5 separate regions of the Mus musculus genome follow, and regions 1, 2, 3 and 5 are each linked to region 4. The links are chromatin contacts, called in public HiChIP or PLAC-seq and promoter capture Hi-C maps. All regions are on one chromosome and are shown on one strand. The core of a region is the stretch at or near the end of the contact, and the rest is flanking DNA. Distances in the headings are between cores, read along the strand shown. Region 1 holds the start of Cldn14 (claudin 14). Region 2 overlaps Gm30695 (a long non-coding RNA gene). Region 3 has its middle 36 kb from the start of Cbr1. Region 4 holds the start of 2410124H12Rik (RIKEN cDNA 2410124H12 gene). Region 5 overlaps Dop1b (DOP1 leucine zipper like protein B).

Evidence for each region. Promoter capture Hi-C pulls out the DNA fragments that hold promoters and counts their contacts. HiChIP or PLAC-seq counts read pairs in DNA pulled down with a chosen protein or histone mark.
Region 1: a promoter capture Hi-C map of liver shows a contact between it and region 4, with 2.4 times the contacts expected there. The contact joins the promoter of Cldn14 here to the promoter of 2410124H12Rik in region 4. A contact is called at or near these places in 2 of 39 promoter capture datasets (both in liver).
Region 2: a contact with region 4 is called in an H3K27ac HiChIP or PLAC-seq map of embryonic fibroblasts, with 43 times the contacts expected there. The contact joins the enhancer-like site here to the promoter of 2410124H12Rik in region 4. A contact is called at or near these places in 17 of 39 promoter capture datasets (3T3-L1-derived adipocytes, the C10 cell line, the HPC-7 cell line and 11 more), 2 of 15 datasets of contacts at CTCF or cohesin (the NIH/3T3 cell line and large pre-B cells), 1 of 484 Hi-C or Micro-C datasets (bone marrow-derived macrophages), 3 of 115 datasets of contacts at active chromatin or transcription factors (embryonic fibroblasts, embryonic stem cells and stem cell-derived neural progenitor cells) and 2 of 9 other capture datasets (adipose tissue and macrophages).
Region 3: a contact with region 4 is called in a promoter capture Hi-C map of the C10 cell line, with 6 times the contacts expected there. The contact joins the enhancer-like site here to the promoter of 2410124H12Rik in region 4. A contact is called at or near these places in 8 of 39 promoter capture datasets (the 3T3-L1 cell line, the C10 cell line, embryonic stem cells and 4 more), 1 of 484 Hi-C or Micro-C datasets (bone marrow-derived macrophages), 2 of 115 datasets of contacts at active chromatin or transcription factors (differentiating embryonic stem cells and stem cell-derived neural progenitor cells) and 1 of 9 other capture datasets (liver).
Region 5: a contact with region 4 is called in a promoter capture Hi-C map of liver, with 4 times the contacts expected there. The contact joins the enhancer-like site here to the promoter of 2410124H12Rik in region 4. A contact is called at or near these places in 3 of 39 promoter capture datasets (liver and stem cell-derived epiblast-like cells).

What each region holds. Positions count from the first base shown.
Region 1 is chr16:93,928,208-93,930,907 of GRCm38.p6, forward strand. It overlaps Cldn14 (claudin 14), which reads right to left and starts at 1,360. Exons shown (of 2, transcript NM_001165925.1): 1 at 1,102-1,360. It overlaps Gm31012 (a long non-coding RNA gene), which reads left to right and starts at 1,135. Exons shown (of 2, transcript XR_385072.3): 1 at 1,135-1,497.
Region 2 is chr16:93,519,281-93,521,980 of GRCm38.p6, forward strand. All of the region lies in intron 2 of Gm30695 (a long non-coding RNA gene), which reads right to left. Among named protein-coding and RNA genes, the nearest start is that of Gm30695, 11 kb to the right of the region's middle. Within about 2 kb of position 1,426, at least 19 of the 459 cell types and tissues checked have an H3K27ac peak or open chromatin away from gene starts, as enhancers often do. A contact at or near this core is called in embryonic fibroblasts, where this site is marked.
Region 3 is chr16:93,642,725-93,645,424 of GRCm38.p6, forward strand. No RefSeq gene overlaps it. Among named protein-coding and RNA genes, the nearest start is that of Cbr1, 36 kb to the left of the region's middle. Within about 2 kb of position 1,382, at least 8 of the 459 cell types and tissues checked have an H3K27ac peak or open chromatin away from gene starts, as enhancers often do.
Region 4 is chr16:92,477,358-92,480,057 of GRCm38.p6, forward strand. It overlaps 2410124H12Rik (RIKEN cDNA 2410124H12 gene), which reads left to right and starts at 1,385. Exons shown (of 3, transcript NR_165041.1): 1 at 1,385-1,611.
Region 5 is chr16:93,769,158-93,771,857 of GRCm38.p6, forward strand. Dop1b (DOP1 leucine zipper like protein B) reads left to right here. Exons shown (of 37, transcript NM_027293.1): 19 at 237-1,869; 20 at 2,589-2,700. Among named protein-coding and RNA genes, the nearest start is that of 2310043M15Rik, 24 kb to the right of the region's middle. Within about 2 kb of position 1,309, at least 12 of the 459 cell types and tissues checked have an H3K27ac peak or open chromatin away from gene starts, as enhancers often do. A contact at or near this core is called in liver, where this site is marked.

The sequences.
Region 1 (2,700 bases), core at 110-2,609, 1.5 Mb after region 4:
TTGTGCTATTTTTTACCTTTATTAAGAGACAGCTAAGGGGCTGGAGAGATGGCTCAGCAGGTAAGATCACCGACTGCTCTTCCAGAGGTCCTGAGTTCAAATCCCATCAACCACATGGTGGCTCACAACCATCCGTAATGAGATCTGACGCCCTCTTCTGGTGTGTCTGAAGACAGCTACAGTGTATTTACATATAACAATAACTAAATCTTTGGGCCAAAGCGAGTGGGGCTGGAGCAAGCAGAGGTCCCAGCAATCACATGATGGCTCACAACCATCTGTACAGCGACAGTGTAGTCATATACATAAAATAAATCTTAAAAAAAAAAAAGACAGCCAAAAGACTGGAGAGATGGCCCAGTTAGTAAAGTGTTTGCTGTGTAAACTCAAGGGCCCCAAGTTTGATGCCCAGAACTCACATCAAAAGGCAGGCATGGTGGCCAGAGCTTAAAATCCCAGCACTGGAGAGGTGCTGGGTCCCTGGACTCTCTAGTCAGCTAGCTCACTAACCGGTGATCTCTAGGCTAAGGAGAGAGCCTGTCTCAAACAGTAAGGTGGGAAATACTCAAACACATGATCATACACACACACACACACACACACACACACACACACAGAGAGAGAGAGAGAGAGAGATGATGGGTGGATGGATAGATAGATAGAGGAATCAAGCTCTCGTATCTCCTTCTTATTCCCTCCTCCCAAGTGGCTGTGTTGAGCTTGGGGCTCAGGGGCTTAGGTTGAGGTTCTCATGAGGAAGAGGATGCTCTCAAGGCAGAAGTTATGAACAGTGCTGAACCACGCTGGTTCCCCACAAGGAGTCAGAGCGGCCAGAGACAATGATGGCACCTCCCCAGGTGACAAACAGTCTCCAAGCATCTCCATTCATGTTTGCTCTCAATTGAGACCCAGAAAGCGAAGAGGGAGCTTTGCCCGGATACTGTAGGACCACATCCCTGCCCTCCCTAGGTCCTCAGCAGCTTGGGTGCCCTTTACCCCCAACGTCTTAGGGTCCCCTCCACACCCAGGACCGAGGACCCTTGGAGAACGTTCACTTTCGCCAGGCCACCGACCTGCCTTTCAACTCAACCACCCACACACCTGACAGGCAGGGCCCAGCTTTGGAGATAAATGCCTGCCGGCTGCAGCCACTCCACTCACATACAGAACAGCTCCAGTCCCATCCACCTTGATGCTCTCAGGTAGACCACGGAGACACAGCAAGGACACCACAGTCTTCTGGCTTTGCCTCATTCGCCGAATGGAAGCTCTAAGGCCAGTGTGTTTGAGAGAGAGTTGTCTGGTCAATTACGGTCTCTGAGTCGGGCCTGCGTGGGCACACATGCCCTCTGGTTAGAAGATTAACCAGCCAGTGCGCCCTACAAGGTGGCCCTGCTGAGGCAAACTTTCAAGACCAACCGGAAATGTCCTATCTGCGTTTGGAACAAGAATGCCAGAGATATCTACACACGGCCGTCTAATGGGTCCCTGTGGCTGGTAGGTGAAACCTCATCTCTCCTACCCACTGCTCTGTGTCAGCCTTTTCTGACCTCCCTGCTCTGGCTCTGTTGACTATTGGTCACCAGACTCCTTTGCCGCAGCTGCTGGCCACAGGGACGCATCCCCCGAGCCGTCCACCTGATGGTTGGCCCCATGTGGCTGTGGACTTTTTCCTTGTTGAGCAATTTGCTTTCCCAATCCTGATGAGGGCTGTGAGGGAATTCTGGGAAAGGAGCGACTTCTCTTTCAGGCCATTTTTGCTATAATGGCTGAGGGATGACTCTGTTGCAGTCTGTAGGTAGGAAATGACGCTGAGTAGGTCAAGGGTCGTAGCACTGAATGAGGGATGGTGTAACAGGAGTCGAAGATAAGAGTCAAAAGGAGAAGACAGTCTTCTCAGTAGGTAGGAGATGGCGGCCTGGAGACCTCAAAGTGGCACAGGGACCTGTCCTGGCCGGGAATGCCTGCAGGTCCGTCAGGTGTCTGGAGTGTGATTTTTGGGATGCCAGGGTGTGCTGAGAACCACTGAGTTGTCTTTCTGTTGATTTCATTTGCCCTCTATGCCACTGAACCAAGGTGTCCCATGGCACTCTGCAGTCACGGGAACTTCAGAGGGGACGCTGTAGAAAACTATGTTGGCAGGTGGCCCTGGGCATGGTTGTGCAGAAAGGAAAGGGGTCTCACAATCTTCTTCATGAGAATGTCTCTCAACAAAACCCCTCTCATCAAGCCCTGCCTATCAGCTCCTGGTGGTGCCACCCTGAGAACCAAGGCTTGGCGTGTGGAGACGGCTGGTCCTCGGTGTGGCAAGGTTTTGCCACATATTTTATATATAAATATGAAAGAAGAGATCCAAAAGCATTGAGTTGACAGTAGCTAGGTGTCCGTACCCATGCTCATGAGGAAGGTGTTCTAGGCATACTGTGCCCTCTGTTATGAATGGAAACACCCTCCTCCCATCTGCTCTTCCTGTGGCCAAGAGCCAAATGGAGAACCTGGGAGAATGGGCCACGTTAGGGCTTAAGGTCGTGACTGTGAACTTCTGGCAGTGACCTTGTCTTAGTAAGGGTTTCTATTCCTGCACAAACATCATGACCAAGAAGCAAGTTGGGGAGGAAAGGGTTTATTCGGCTTACACTTCCATGTTGCTGTTCATCACCAAGGAAGTCAGGACTGGAACTCAAGCAGGTTAGGCAGTAG
Region 2 (2,700 bases), core at 176-2,675, 1.0 Mb after region 4:
AGCTGCATGCCATGCTTATGGTGTTAGCATTCAGGGCCCATAAGGAGGCAGAATCATTGGCAATCATACTCGCCTAAGAGCTTGCACAGTACCTTCTGATCTTGTGAACACTAGCCAGCATGGAGGGAGCTTCTAGCTCAGTCATGGCTTTTCCCAGCTTGGTTTCTCCATGTCGTGAATTCACAGTGTCCCTAGCAATATAATCTTGTCTCACAGTCACAGCCTGTAGCCATAAGAGCCCGTGTGGTGTACCACTCCAACACCGTGATTCTCTTCAATAACCTTATAGTTTCCATGTACATCTCTGCCCCCATGCAGCATGCCTTCTGATTTTAGGCTGTTGTACAGTTTTCTCAATTACCTTGTCCTGTATCATCTGCACTGATAAAGCTTCCAAATATTTAACAGCTGTACCTCATCCTTGCATCTTGTTGATTTCCTACCCTTGCTCCTTTAGGTACCGTGCACATCCTTCTGGAAAACTTGGACTCAGAACTTCAAACTCTATAATAAAACCTTTTATAATGTGTGGGTAGGATCTCTGAGAGCCCAAAACCATCTGTTTTAAACAAATAGTGATTGATCTTGGAATTCAACAGCCAAAAGAATGAAAAACATAGTCAGGTATAATACAGCAATAATCCAATTGTTTTTATTAAATCATTTCCTCAAAAGAGCAATGTTGTATTCCATGACATGAGGGAAGCACTGTCTAACTTAGCTCTCAATAACTCACATTCATTCTCCATGAGCCATACTGCCTCCTCATTCTATGTCATCTCCCAGCTGGGTGGGGTCATCTCATGTCACCTGTTTCTGAGCCCAGCCTGGATCTGAGAGGTGGCAAGGCTATGTCATCATCTGCTGAGCCCTCCATTCAAGCCAACTTGCCATTCCTGACTCCTAGAAGGGCCTTGAGTGAGATAAACAACCCCTATCCCCTCACACACACACACACACACACACACACACACACACACACACACACACACAATATACATTTCTGCAAGCCAGAAATGTACAAAGCATGCTAGGGGTGGGGATAGCTGCCCACTGCTGGGTATGTTTAATTGTTTACCCACCCAATTGTCAGTTCTCCCTTTTACCCAACAGCTGAACTGCTTGTTGGGACGTAATGCCTCCCAGAGATGAGCAGGCACTGAATGTGCCATCTTGTCTGTATTCTTCTGGGGATCCCCACTCAGTACCGATACCCCCACATTTGCTCTTAAATAATCTAAACAAATACTTTGCTCTTTTTTCTCTCTCTCATGAATGTGGTGAAGTTTTAGGGGAGGTTGGGAATCAGGATGTGGAACTCAGAAGGGATCGAGTTGCAGAAAACCTGCAGCAGACATCCCAGAGCTGAGGGCTGAGGCCTGGGGAACAACATTCTCTGGAGATGACTAGACAGCCTTACAGACCAACCCCCTGAGTGTGCCTGAGGCCCAGGACAGGGCTGGTGCCAGGACCACTACGAAACTGTCTTGGGGGCAGTTAGACACACCAAAGAACTCAGAAAAATATGAGTGCTAACATTCTAGACACAAACCAGAGGGACAAGAAGAGACAGAAAGAGTCTCTGTTTCTCCTCTGTGCCTTTTCTCAGCTGTGACTTCCATACTCTTGTGAATGCCAAGGCAGTCAAGAATATTAAAAGGCTGATGTGCACAGAGGTCCAAAATGTCTGTCAGAAAACACCCAAACTGGAGGCTGCCTAGAGCTTAGGAAACTCATGTTTCGCTCCATTTGAAACATTAGGGTTAGTTCTCATCCACATCAAAAGATTACATCTAGAAGTGAATTCGTTCTCATTTCAAACAAACATTTAAAGTCCAATTAGCTCCCTTTTAATTCAATGCCAACCACTTAAAGAAAGGCGCTGAGAGTCTGTATACGGCATTTCTATTACTCCTCCCTTCCTCTCCTCTCTCCAACTCCTATGTTGTTGTCCCTGCCCCCAAATTCATCATTTTTTTATTATTCTGACATACATACATACATACATACATACATACATACATACATACATACCCAACTTTCTGAGTCTATTTAATATTGCTCACATATACATGTTTTTAAGGTTGACCATTCCGGACTAAATAGCCAGTTTTGGGGGGGGGGGCATCCCTGGGGAAGACTAATTCTCCCTCTCCCAGCAGCTGTTAAATGTCTGTATCTCTTCATCTAGGGGTGGAGGCCTCAGGATATTCCCCCATCCGAGTTAGCATGACTGCTGGTTTAGAGCCTACTCAACAGGAGGGAATCTATGCCTGGTACTGTAGAGCCAACTACCCATAATTGGTGAGGCTGGGGACGTAGAGGAAATCCTACTATTGACACTTTTCCCAACTAATATAATCATCCTATAATTCTAAACACTCATCCACTTAAATATTTTAAGAGCTTCTCTGGACAATAGGGAAGAGTCCTATGAACCGCTACCATCAAAGCATGGACATGGCTTGATTTGCATTTTTTCTGCACATTTGCTGAGTTATCTATCTTCCTTGGAAAGTGTCTGCTCAGTTCTTTTTCCTATTTGTTAATTGGATTGTTTGTGCTTTGGGATCTTAGGGGTTTTTAAATATTCTGGTTATTTATCTCCAGTTAGATGGATAGCTGGAAATCTTGTTCTCCTACCCTGCAGGCTGTTTCTTCGGTTAGGGTTTCCTCTGCTATGCTGGTGCTGTAGAATTT
Region 3 (2,700 bases), core at 132-2,631, 1.2 Mb after region 4:
GGCAGGCTAGCCAAGTAAGAGTTACTTAGGCCTTAACACCCACGACATGCCAACATTAAAGCAAAATGATTTAAAGAGCTTAAACCATCAACAAGATAAGGAAGTAATTTTTCACAAAATCCTCCAACAAGGCAAAACTCCAAGACCACATGGATTCAAAGCTGAATTCTCCAAACCTTTAGAGAAATCACAGAGTTTAGTGTAAATATGAATGAGGGTGTCTCGGTCATCCTGAACACCTCAAAAAACAAAAACAAAAACAAAACAAAACAAAACAAACAAAAAAACCGAAAAAACAGCTACTACAGCTGATATGGCCTCACACTCTTGCTGCACAATATAAAATCTGATTTTATCCAAAGAAAAAAAAATGCAAAGTTTTTTTTATTCTTGAAAAATGGAAAGAGTTTTCAGTCTTGTCTAGCCCACCATCCCTGACCTGGACCCTGATTTGTCCTGACAGGTTCTGCTAGAGGACGGTCTAGCCTGAAATAGCCCAGTGCCATCCCACATGACTGCATGGTAGAGATGGACTAGCTCCAGAACACACATCCACAGGCACAGGGCTGGTGTGAGCACAGGGCTGGTGTGAGCACAAGGCTGGTGTGAGCACAGGGCTGGTGTGAGCAGAGGCACCTTTCAAGCTTGACTCTCAAATTCCCCAAGTGTTTCCCCCTCTTGAGTCTCTACAACACTGAGACACATTAAGTACTTACTAAATGCCTCTCTGTCTACTAAACTAACCAAAGGACTTGTCACATCTATGTAAACTCTGCATTCCTGTGTACTTGGGTGTGTCATGTGTCCATGTGCACATATGTTCATGTGTGCATGTATGTGTGCCTATGTGTATATGCATGTTATATGTGCAAGTGTGTGCATATGCTTGTATTGTGCATGTGTGTATGGGTGTGTGTACATGTGTATGTCATGTTTGCATGTGTATGTCATGCTTGCATGTGTACATTTGTATATTATGTATGTCTGTACATATGTGTGTCTTCGGGCGCACTTGCCCATGTGGGTGCTTGCGAAGATCAAAGATTTATCCTGTGGTGTCTTCCTCAATCTCTTCTCCTCTTTACTTTTTTAAAGGTTTATTTTATTTTTAATTTGTGTGTGTGTGTGTGTGTGTGTGTGTGTGTGTGTGTGTGTGTATGTGTGTGTGTTTGTATAGGCATGTGCAAACACATGGCTGCTGATGCTTTCAGACACTAGAAGTGCTGGAAACTGTTGGAGCTGGCGTTTCAGCTAGTTGTGAGCTCCATGTTATGGGTCCCGGGATTCAAACCCTGGTCCTGGGGAAGGGCAGCCAATGCTCCTCACTGCTGAGCTGTCTCTCTGCTCCCTCCCTTCAGCTTTTTGTCAGCCAGAATTTCTGAGTGACCCTGGAGTTTACCATCTCTGCTACACTGTCCTGATCTCCTGGCACTGGCACTGGCACAAGGCACCATGGCTGGCTGACAAGTGCCTGGTTGCTGGGAATCTGAACTAAGGTCCTCGTACTTACATAGCAAGCACTTTATCTGCTGAGTCATCTCCTCAGCTCGTAGACATTTCCTGAAGGAATAGTTTCGACATAGAAACACTCCTGTAAAGCCAGCGAAGCTTTAAAGTGGAATTTGTGTTTTTGCTCATCTGATGAAAAATAATATTTGACAAGAATCTGTTCACTAAGAAGAAGAGGGGACAGTGAGGTGGCTCAGTGGGCAAGGGTGCTTGTCTCCATCCTGACAACCTGCGTTTAATCCCAGAACCCATGTGGGAAAAAGAAAAAATAGCTCCCATAAGCTCTTCTCTGAGCTACACACACATGCATGCGTGTACACGCACACACACACACACACACATGAATGAGCAAATAAGTAAATAACTGTGAAGGAGAGGAAGCAGAGGGTGTGCTAGGGATGTGGCTCAGTGCTGGAGCAATGGCCTAGAATATACAAAGTCCTGGCTTTGATTCCCCATGCAGGAAAAAATGGGGAGGGGAGACAGGGAGTTAAAAGTAGACAGAATTTAGGATATAATTCAGATAAAGCAAGTCTTGCCTCTAATTCAGCCTACTTTTCCGTCCACTAGCCACCCTGTCTAACCAAGAGTGTCTCCTGGTTCATGCTCAATGTCCCTTTCAGCACAGCTCACAGAGACCTCTTGTGATTGCCATTTCCAGTTGTCACCTTGACTATATCTGGAATGAACTACAATCCAGAATTGGAGGGCACACCTGTGATCAAGATCTTGAGGCATGGTGTCCATGAAAAGCTTAGGCCCAGACAAGGTGGTGCATGCCTTTAATCTGGTCCACACCTTCGGCTGGAGGCCTACATAAGGACACTGGAAGGAGGAAGACTCACTCCTCTCTGTCTGCTTGCACTTGCTTGTCTGCACATCTGTTGGAACCTACTTCTTCAGGATCCCAGCTTCTACAGAAGCCTCGCAGGACTGAGCAGCTTCTTGGCCTTCCCATCCACAGCTGCCCGTTGTTGGGTGAGTTGGACTGCAGACTGTAAGTCACTCCAGTAATTTCCTTTAATCTACAGAGACATCCCATAAGTCCTGTGACTCTAGAGAAGCCTGACTAATACATCTTGGGTTCCTGGAAAGCTGTGAGGTTTCTAAGGCTGAGGACGCAAGAAGCGAGGTTCAGGTTCCCACTAAGCACACCAACAGCCTACAAGGAACATGAGGAACAGCCAGGAA
Region 4 (2,700 bases), core at 135-2,634:
ATACAAATGTGTGTGTATGGGGAGGGGCAGTTCAGGAGCTGCCATCTTGGTTTTTGAGACGGTCTCTCATTGCCTAACATTTACCAGGCTAGGCTGTCTGGCCAGTGAAGGGCTGGGGTTTGCCTGTCTGTCTCCAGTTCTCCAGCACTGGGATTATAAACGAACGTGTACTGTCTCGTTCAGCTTTTCTTTATTTTAATGTGGGTTTAGAGACTCAAACGCAGTCCCTCGTTGCTTGCACAGAAAGCCCTAACCACTGAGCTATTTTCCTAACCAGAATTAGTTGTTTTGCTTTTGATATGTTATATAGCTTTAAGCTGCTTCTCTTTGTGTGGCTGCTGAGCCTTGATGGGCTTCCAAAAAGAACCAGGTCCCTAACCCTAACCTGCATCTCCTTTGCTGCTAAATAAGACACCCCCATATAAGTGAGAGACAGTTCTGTGCCCCAGGAACGAGATGCTGAGTGAGGTCACTGTTGGCTGTCACAGAGAGCCAGCCAGCTGTCAGTCTTTGGATCCCAAAAATGTTGGAATGGAAAGGGTGTTCCTTAGCATGTCACTGCTAACAGGAGCAGCCATGTTATGTGTACTGAGTATGTGTACTTTGTGGGAAGAGCACAGGCATTTTTACTGCTGTTTTGTTTTACTCTATTCTATGTGTTGTATGTAGGCAGACATATGTATACATGTACATTGTGTGTAGGACACACAACACCAAGAATGAATCTTATCGTGATTTGCAGACTTAGTTAATCATTGTGTATCGACATTGGCTTATTAGTTTTAATAAATGAACCACACTGCTGCAAAATGTTAGCGATGGGAAACTGGAGTAACACTCAGGGCATCTTCCATTCAGCTTTTCTGTAACCTCAAACTACTCTAAAATGTAACCAACCTCAAACTGCTCTAAAATGCAACCCACAACTCCAAAGATAATAGTATGCCTACACAAACAGTACAGGAGAGCAACCCGCCAGAGGGCAACCCTCAACTTACTGCATTTCCTCATTTCCCCAATAAGCTTGGGTCTAAACCCAGGTGTGTAGATGGATTCTGGCAACAGTGGCAGCAGCTCTTGTTTGCTCCCCGGGTCAGAACAAAAAGGAACAGAGGACGTGAAATTAGAATGGCGTTCTAACCATTCTAAATTGCAATTGTGCCTCTTCGGGATCAATCAGGATATCTTTCAAGAGAATGATTTTATTCTTATAGCCACGAATTGTGGCCTTTTCTCTCCTTTTAAATATACGTAGACTAGAATTCATTCCTCTCTGGAGTCCTGTACCAGCAAATTGCAAGGTCGAGATGAACCAGCTGTGCAAACACTCCCCCTAGTGATGAACGGCAGACTTCCAAAACCCGAGGTTTATCGCTCGCCGTCCCGTTCATTTCTTTAACATCGGGCGTGCGCACACATGCCTTCAGAGAAGCTGGGAGAAGGAAGGAGGAAAGGAGAAGGAGTTGAAAGGAGAAGGGAAGTTTGGATGAAGAGGATGTCGATTGGCTTGGAGAATGGTGGGGTCCAGAGCGCTACTTGCTCCGCCACGAGGTTCTGTCCACTCGCCCTGCTGGAGTCCCCAAGAGGTGATGCTATGGATGCGCTCATGAGGTGAGTATCTGGCAGGCTCTGTTCTAAGCCAGACACTCCTGTTAGGTGTTCAGGTGGATTTTAAAAATTTATTTCAATTAATTAATCAAGCATGGTTTTGTGTGTGTGCGTGTGTGCGTGGTCCGCCTCTCCCTCCTTCTCCCCTTTCCCCCCCCCCCCCGCCCCCGCCCCATGCTGTGGTGCACAGGTGGAGATCAAAAGACGTCTTTTTCTCCTTCTCCGTGTGAGTTCTGGAGCTTGAGCCGGGGACATGAGGTGTGACAAGTGTCTCCCTTGCTCAGCCATCTAGGTGGTTCCCAGGCTAGAATGCTCCCGGTGGTATCTGGGAATATGCCATCATTCTAGAATCTTTCTGGGCGGGAGAGATGTGTTCTTTGGATTCTGACTGTTATGTAGGGAGGGGATATTGGAGGGCAACTCTGGGATTAGGGGGTTGGGACCCAGAGCTTCAGGCTAGGAGACTGTATTTAAAAGACATTGTGGTTTGAGTGTGACGTGCCCGCTACAGGGTTCATACATGCCTGGCTCATGGCACTGTTTTAAAAGTCTGGGGGACATCTGGGGGTCTAGCTAGAGGAAGTGAGCCTGCAGAACTGAACTGAAGATCTCACAGTGGGCTTCTAGCCTGTGATTTCTGTCATGTAACAATGCTGAATGGTCCCGGCTGGAACCCATGTCATTCCTCACGTGCTATACCTTCTCTTAAACTACAGCCAGGATAAATACTCTTTCCCTTAACTACTTCTGCCTGTTACTCTGTCCCAGCGATAAGAATAGTACCTAATACAGGTGTCACTGCCACATAGATGAGAGACACACTGGACAAGAAACAGAGGTGGCAAAAAATAAAACATGAAATAAAAAGCTACCTTCATCTTGGCTTCAGGTCAGCCGGAAACAGCAACTCATCTGACTCTAGTGAAATATGGCAGCCGGTTAGGCAGTCGTGGGTCGATGTCACTTTGCATCAGCAGAGGAAGGTGTCTATCTTAAAGGGATTCTGGGAGGGCTTAAGCCTGTGCTCTGAGGTGTGACCAGGCAGCTAAGTCTCAGTATGAGTTTTCTAAGGCTGCAGGAGACTCAGTACCA
Region 5 (2,700 bases), core at 59-2,558, 1.3 Mb after region 4:
CTTATGCGGTGCTGGGGATCAAACCCAGGGCCTTCCATACTCTAACTTGACACTCTCCCAACTGAGATACCTCTTCCAGCTAAAGGACAATTTTACAATGCTCTGTCTCTGTTTTGCCCATGACTTGATACAGTTCCAGTGGGCATTGTCTCCTTTAAGCCAACGATCACCTCAGAGCTAATTTGTCATCTCTAGCAATTCTGGTTTAAAGTCCTTTGTCATTTTGTGATTTCCAGAGGATTTACACCGTTGGTTTAACAGGAAGAAGCCCACGTGCAAAGAGGCGTGTGGTGAATCTGAGCCGCAGGAGGGTGCCCCTGAGGAACGCCTGCCTCGAGGACAGTTCACCACCGTGGATCGAGAAGCCATCTGGGCTGAAGTAGAGAAGGAACCAGAGAAATGCCCACCAAGAAGTGATCTAAGTGAGGAAGACCTGCCCTACTATGTGGACCTTCCAGACAGGATGACCTCTGGTGGCGGGGATAGCAGTGAGCACACAGAGTCTGCAGACACGAGCTCTGGCCACACTGACAGTGAGAACACATCCACTTTCTCATCTCCCTCCCACGATCTGCAGGACCTGAGCCACGAGGAAAACTGCTGTGCTCCGATCCCCATCGGGGGCAGGGCATACTCCAAGCGAGCGGCCTTGCTGGCAGCCTTCCAGCCAGAAAGCCCCAGGTCCAATGCCAGGTTAAGCCTGGTGCGAGCAGACTCAGACAAGACACAGGCTTCCGAGTCGTTTTCCAGTGACGAGGAGGCTGACGTGGAGCTCCAAGCCATCACCACATCGAGGCTGTTGAAGCAGCAGAGGGAGAAGCAGGAGACAGTCGAGGCCTTGTTCAAACACATCTTGCTCTACCTGCAGCCCTACGACTCCCAGAGGGTCCTGTATGCCTTCTCCGTACTGGAGGCCGTGCTTAAGACCAATCCCAAGGAGTTCATTGAGGCTGTGTCCAGGACGGGCATAGACACCAGCTCCACCGCGCACCTCAACCTCATCTCCAACCTCCTGGCACGCCACCAGGAGGCCCTCATCGGCCAGAGCTTTTATGGCAAGCTGCAGACCCAGGCCCCCAATGTCTGCCCCCACTCCCTGCTCATTGAACTCCTTACCTACCTCTGCCTGAGCTTCCTCCGCTCCTACTACCCCTGCTACCTGAAGGTCTGCCACAGGGACATCCTTGGCAACCGCGACGTGCAGGTCAAGAGCGTGGAGGTCCTCATTAGGATTACAGCACAGCTGGTCTCCATGGCCAAGTCGGCGGAAGGGAAGAACACGGAGTTCATCCACAGCCTGCTGCAGAGGTGCAAGGTCCAGGAGTTCGTCCTGCTCTCGCTGTCCGCGTCCATGTACACCAGCCAGAAGCGCTACGGCCTGGCCACCGCCGACCGGGGCGGCAGGCTCCTCGCGGAGGACAGCCTCTTTGAGGAGAGCCTCATCAATCTGGGGCAGGACCAGATCTGGAGCGAGCACCCACTGCAGATCGAGCTGCTCAAGCTGCTGCAGGCCCTCATCGTCCTGGAGCACCACCTGGGCCAGGGCCAGGAGGAGGCGGAGACTCAGCCGGCCCTATCCCGAGAGTGGCAGAGGGCTCTCAACTTCCAGCAGGCCATCGGTGCCATGCAGTACGTGCAGCCCCACCCCCTCACCTCCCAGGGCCTTCTGGTCTCAGCTGTGGTGAGAGGGCTGCAGCCCGCCTATGGCTACGGCATGCACCCCGCCTGGGTGAGCCTGGTCACGCATTCCTTGCCATACTTTGGAAAGTCTCTGGGCTGGACAGTGACACCCTTTGTTATCCAGATTTGCAAAAATTTGGACGATCTGGTCAAGCAATATGAAAGTGAATCTGTCAAGTTCACCATCAGGTATGCTGGAATCTTATTGGCAGATTTTGTAATAAATGTCTCTGTTGCCAAGGCAGTTGAAAGATAATCAACCCCCTCAGAAGGCTGGGGACTGTCATCAGCAGGAGTGTACCTGCTTCCATCCTTTGGCTTTAACCCCACATGTCTCCTGCTAGCATCTATGAACCCGAGGGTCCATCTGGATGGCCTTACATACATAGTATACACGGGTGAGCTCTGTGCTAATTGATACCCTGTGTAAATAAATCCACACAGCAACCCAGGCCTTCTCAGAGGTGCCAGCCAGTTAGTTAACTCTGTTAGTTTTGCAAAATAGAAATAAACAAAACCAGAATCAGCTTTAGAGTAACTCTAAAACACCTAAAACCATTTTTCAGTAGTGACTTTATAACATAAAGCAGCACCCAAAATGCCCGTGCTTTCGGGAGCCCAGTCAGTCAAACACAGCGAGTCGATCGCTGTGTTCTGTGTTTACGTGTCAGGCTGCAACCTTCATGGCCTTATGTTCTTTCAAATTCTCAAAACCAATTTCTTGTTTTTTAAATATTCTTCTAATACTTACCATTGTGTGTATGCGCGTGTGTGTGTGCATGCATGTGTGTTTTCAAGGACAAGATGGGATGCTGTTCTTTTCTTCTAAGTTGGTTCTGGGACAAACTCAGGTCACCACCTTTACCCCCCATTATTTTATTTAACAATTTCTCATTTCTTCTCCATAGTACAACCTCAAAGAAGGAAAACATTTCTCCTGACTACCCGCTCACTCTTCTGGAAGGTCTTACGACCATTAGCCATTTTTGTCTTTTGGAACAGCCTACCCAACATAAAAAG